Regions from separate parts of the Mus musculus genome. Here region 2 is linked to region 1. A link is a contact called in public promoter capture Hi-C data. All regions are on one chromosome and are shown on one strand. Each heading gives the region's core, a stretch centred on a gene start, on an enhancer-like site or on the middle of the called end of the contact. The rest is flanking DNA. Distances are from core to core; before and after follow the strand shown. Region 1 has its middle 31 kb from the start of Ubxn2b. Region 2 holds the start of Cyp7a1 (cytochrome P450, family 7, subfamily a, polypeptide 1).

What was found. Promoter capture Hi-C pulls out the DNA fragments that hold promoters and counts their contacts.
Region 2: a promoter capture Hi-C map of liver shows a contact between it and region 1. The contact joins the promoter of Cyp7a1 here to the enhancer-like site in region 1. A contact is called at or near these places in 8 of 39 promoter capture datasets (3T3-L1-derived adipocytes, the HPC-7 cell line, HPC-7-derived erythroid cells and 4 more), 8 of 484 Hi-C or Micro-C datasets (the 3T3-L1 cell line, effector CD8 T cells, embryonic fibroblasts and 3 more), 4 of 115 datasets of contacts at active chromatin or transcription factors (CD8 T cells, embryonic stem cells and liver) and 3 of 9 other capture datasets (adipose tissue, embryonic stem cells and pancreatic islet).

What each region holds. Positions count from the first base shown.
Region 1 is chr4:6,220,845-6,223,544 of GRCm38.p6, reverse strand. No RefSeq gene overlaps it. Among named protein-coding and RNA genes, the nearest start is that of Ubxn2b, 31 kb to the right of the region's middle. Within about 2 kb of position 1,409, at least 45 of the 459 cell types and tissues checked have an H3K27ac peak or open chromatin away from gene starts, as enhancers often do. A contact at or near this core is called in adipose tissue, liver, pancreatic islet and 1 more, where this site is marked.
Region 2 is chr4:6,274,241-6,276,940 of GRCm38.p6, reverse strand. Cyp7a1 (cytochrome P450, family 7, subfamily a, polypeptide 1) reads left to right here and starts at 1,309. Exons shown (of 6, transcript NM_007824.3): 1 at 1,309-1,449. The coding sequence starts at 1,370. RefSeq lists a promoter at 991-1,341.

The sequences.
Region 1 (2,700 bases), core at 160-2,659:
CATTATCCAATGAAATCTTAGCTTTCCATAATCACTTATAAAAGTGAAATTGAGACTTACTTGCATATATGAAATAAAAAAGCATAAATAAACTTCTAGAAATGTACATATCTCATTATTTTCAGATAGATTAAGATGGGTTCTCCTTATTAAAAACTACCATTTTAGGAGAAGTGAAAAATAACTTGTGACTTGTCTGGCAGCCCTTTGCAACTGGGTGCAAGCCAAACTTATCTCATAGCCAATATCACCAAGGAATAGGCACAACAACCTGGAGTTGCGTCAGTATGCTGCCGTCTTCCTTACACCAAAACCAGATTAAACAAAAATAAGAACAGGAAGAGCCCCAGATGCCTGGGAGGGAATACAGCTGTGCTAAGAGTGACTTACTTCATGGACTGCACAGACAATGCTTCTTGCTATCAGGAGCTTTAGGGCTGGGTTTTGTCAAGTATAATTAAAATCCATGTATGTAAGTAAAAATGAATCTGTTGAGTTTATTATTTTGGGATATCAAAATGTAGACTTCCACCACATCTTTCTCAAAATAATTCCAAGAACACTGAAACACATGCATGTTTGCGGAGTTTCTTATGTGCTTATAAAGGTTATTTGGAAATCCGTAACTACAGGCCATTTCTGCTGCCTCTGCTTGCGTGGGAGATTGCACAATGGAGTATAGTCAGAGAACAAGAACAATATATCATGAAAGTGAGACATCTTTAGAGGTGCAGCCAATTTAGAGCTGGGCCAAAATCAACAGCTCCTCATGCTGGATTATGCAAGATGTCTGCTGCCCTGTTGTTAAGTCTCTATTATCATTTGCTCTTCTGACGCTTCTTAATCTAAAAGATTATTAAATATATTTTAATGGACACTCAATTTACTAGTTATATTTTCTGAACTGCTCTTTCACATTTTAGGGGCATCGGTAGCCATGTGAAATTAATGAAAAGTGAGTAGATATTATGTTAGCACCGAGGTCTGTATAAAGATACAAACTTATTTCAGACTACATGACCGTGACCTTATGGTTGCTTTTGAGCAAACAAATAGAAACCATTCAGCAGGTTGAAAACTTTCCACTGGATCTGGCTGCGGAGAGCAGAGCTCAGTTCATCAGCAGAACGTTTTAAATAACGGATCACCAAGGAGAACAAAGACAAGGAAGTGCAGATGGAAAATTCCATGGGAACATCACGGTTGCACGTTCCTCTCCTTGAAGGGGAATGTCTGTTGTACAGACCATTTCCCTCTCCCCTGAGTGTACCAGAGGTCAGAGTTACTCTCAGACACAGGACTCTTAGTAGGATCTCCCTTATTGTCACACTTCTGCAATCAGCGCACACAGACAGGGACTCAGAAAACATCTCCTGCTGTTAGTTCCCCAGGAAGGAGTTCCTTGGGTGTTTCCAGCCATTACCAAGGACAGCCACTGGGCACTTTACTTTCACTATGCTACATATGCAACTAGTCCTGGAAATGAACCATGATGACATTTCCAGAATGTATTCTCCTTTCCAAACCCAGTAAAGTTACAAACATTTGCTATTGTCGGTATCAGTTCTTGGTATCTTTCTGAATCTCTGTTTAGAAACATAAATGCATACGTTGTCCAGTGTCCAGAGACTGCTATTTTCGTACTAACTTATCACTTGGCCATTCAGAGCCACTCTTACGTAAAGTACTGGCATGCGACCTAGGGATCCCGTGGACCAAAGTCCCTGCCCTGTCTGAGATGTTGGGGAATGAGAAGTGCTAGCAGACAAGAAGCTAAGTTACTACCATTAGGAGAAGCTCCCGTAAACAGGGTAAGGGGGCTATGGAGACAGAGATGTCACACTGAGGCACGAAAGGAGGCTTCTCTGAGCAAACGGTATTTATTAAGCTAAAATCAGGACAAGCTATTCAATACAGTGACATCATCTATAACACAGCTGTAGAGAATGCTGATCTCAGGAAGGCTTCGGTAAGAAATAAACCCACACATCTCAAAGAGATGTACTCTTTATCAAAACGGAATGGCATACATGCTTAGTATTACAGAATACAAAGAAAGACAGTCTGAGTTGCTATAAAGTACCTATGTGCACAATATTTTAAACACTTCCATATAAATATTTATATGTTTTAAGGGGTATTCCTAGACTCATTATTATGCATTTTTATAAACATGAAAACATGGTTTTGCATACAACTTTATTACATGAATAAAAATAAATACCTCATGCCTTAGAATGTTGAATGTAACATTGTATCCATCTTCAGGAAACAAGAACATTTAAGACTTTCTTACTCTTACAGCTTTAAACCTTAGTACAAATCCCAGGCTACTGAAAGCAGCCCATTTGTCCATTTGCTCTCAACTATGCTCACAATATGATTTTTCAAGTCTACCATTTCCTAAAAATATGTATTATTTATATTTGCCACTTTTAAATTAACACAGATTGGCATATAACACTAAAAATGAGTTATCGTTCTTGACCCTAAAATAAAAGTGGCAAAGTTAGCAAGGAAATAAGACTTTGCCATAGAGTTAAAAATCAAAATAAAATGGGGAAGATTTTTAAAATGAAAAGCACATAAAATAACCCTTTATTACTTTGTTCTGAAAAACACATTCAAAGGTACATTGCGTAGAGGAGGGCACAAAGTCAAAAGGGCGCTTAGTAGTCTCTGAATGTTCCAGTACTCAGA
Region 2 (2,700 bases), core at 60-2,559, 53 kb before region 1:
GTCCAATCCTCTCTCCACTCTATATGAAGCATATAGAAGCAGCCCTATATGAACTAATTTTTGCTTATCTTCTAGTCTCTTTCTTAAACCCAACTCCATCTTCTATCCTCCATTTGTTCATTCTGTGTTTTAGCACACCAAGTTCATCCTCTCTCTGCTCAGGAACTTCACCTTTGCTGTCCCCTCTCCTGGAAATGTCTTTCCTTAGCTATTCTATCTCAAGTATCATCTTTTCAAAAAAGCTTCTCCTATCAACATATTTAAAGCCATATTTATCCCTATACACCTCATTTTATGGATACACAACACATATTTGCTGTCTCCCCATCAAAATACAATCTTCAGTAGAGAAACTCCCTGTCTTGTTAGTACCTGAAACCAGAATATCTTCAAAGAGTTCCTGGAACATAAAAATGCTCAATTAATATTTATGTTAAGTAGGGAGCTGGGGTGTAAATCAGCGGTAGAGTGCTTGCCTTGGAGGAGTGGGGCCATTGGTTCAATCTTCAGCACAAAATGAAAGATTATGCTGAGTAAAGTTGGGAAAGTTGTATACCAGTTTATGAGTAGTATAAGAGGTAAATTATGAATTCATATTTACTTTGACAAGAAGTGTTGTAGTCTTTATTTGAAATAAAAGTACATCTTAATTACAAATAAAAATTGGTAAAGAGTGAATTCTCAAGCTATGGCTGCCTAGAAGATGAGTGCTGGGAGGTTTTCTATTTCGACGATAGTAGATAGACTACATGAAGCACCTGTGGCTTTATAAACACACTGAACAATCAAGCAAAAACAAACAAACAAAGAAACAAACAAAACAAACTGTTCCACACCGTTCACATCCTTTAGGATCGGTTGCTGTATACTTCTGGAAATTAATTTAAATAATTTTCCCCAAAGGTTAATGACATGGACAGCCAGTATTAAAGCCAGGATGGAAAGCTTCTGCCTGTTTTGCTTTACAACACACTCCACATCTTTGGTAGGTGAGCTCTTCTGTAGTGTGTTTACTTCTTTTTCTACACACAGAAGCACAGTGTTAGCTGTTGTCCCCAGCTTTGAATGTTATGTCAGCACATGAGGGACAGACCTTCGGCTTATCGACTATTGCAGCTCTCTGCTTGTTCTGGAGCCTCTTCTGAGAAGATGGACTTAGTTCAAGGCCAGATAATGCTATTTTTTTCTTTTTTCTTTTTTCTTTTTTTTAGGAGGACAAATAGTTAGTGTTTGCTCTGGTCACCCAAGTTCAAGTTATTGGATCATGGTCCTGTGCATATATAAAGCCTAGTTAGAGCCACAGTTTCTGGACCGTCTTGCTTTGCTAAGCACAGATTCTCCCCTTGGGACGTTTTCCTGCTTTTGCAAAATGATGAGCATTTCTTTGATCTGGGGGATTGCTGTGGTAGTGAGCTGTTGCATATGGTTTATCATTGGAATAAGGAGAAGGTATGGAAACATTTTTTAAATTTGTCTTAATTTATTTCTAGTATTCAATACCTTCATGATTACACAGCATGAAAAAAATACTAGTACATTAGTACTTTTAATTTTAAATTTAAAAGACACATCTTTGACTAAATCTAACAAGATATAGATAGTTCCCCTTAGCATATTCACATTCACCACTGGTAATGCAGATCTTGTTAAACATAACTAAAAAATTACAAGTTTTTGATGCAAGTTTATGTATGCGTGTGTGGAGCAAACCTAAGCTGAGAAGAGTAATATTTAGAGGGGTTCTTTCTGTGACATGAACTGACTAGATGCTCTGCCTAAGCAAGTGTGCAGTCATCTGGGTTTTCTGCAGACTCCGTCTAAGCTTGGGTGAGAGCACAGAGCCTGAGTTTGTCTGCCTCTAACTTTTCTTTCCAATGTTAACCAACTGTGTGACTGGGAAGCTTTGGTGCCTGCACATGATATCATTTTGAATGACTCAAAGAACATTTCGGGGCAGGATATTTAGATATTTTCTGGACTGTCAACATCAAAATAGGACAATACCCCTGGCATTATCTTCAGAGAGGTAAACCAGTATGTGTTCTCTTAGTTTAAAAAGTGTTTCTTTGCCTCTTCGGCTGATAGTTACCAGTTTAAATTAAACAGCTTATCGTCATGCTAAGAAAGGAAATATCAATTATACTCAATTATTCTTAGAAGAGATGAAGAGATATTCTTCACCAATATCTTAATAGGCTAAAAAAACCCACTGTTTTAATAAAAAAGCAGGGTCCCCATCATCAAAAGAAGTGTCTACAAACTGTAGTTAGGAAGCTTGAAATAAATAGTAGAAAACACTAAATATATAATTTATTGGGAAATAAATAAGCTTATAATTTTAATAAAACATTTAAGAAAGAGTAAAAGAGTATTGGATTTTAGTTCATGGTTTGCCAATGTTTACTTGATCCAATTTCATTTTATAATGATCTAATTTTCCAAATGAGATTCCTATTCACTTCAAATATCATCTCAGAATAATAATGTTCTTTTTTCCAGAGTTGAGGATCAAAGGGAAGGTTTTATAAATGTTATCAAGAGCTCCACCATTGAGCCACACCTCCAGTCCTCAGGATGCTAGTATTTTAAATTCTGTAGATTGTTAAAACTTTAACACTGTAGCCCTTTCTGTCATTTGATGTTTCCCATCCTTAAAGAAAAAGAGCAAATGTTACATTATAGGCATTTAGGGAAATGATT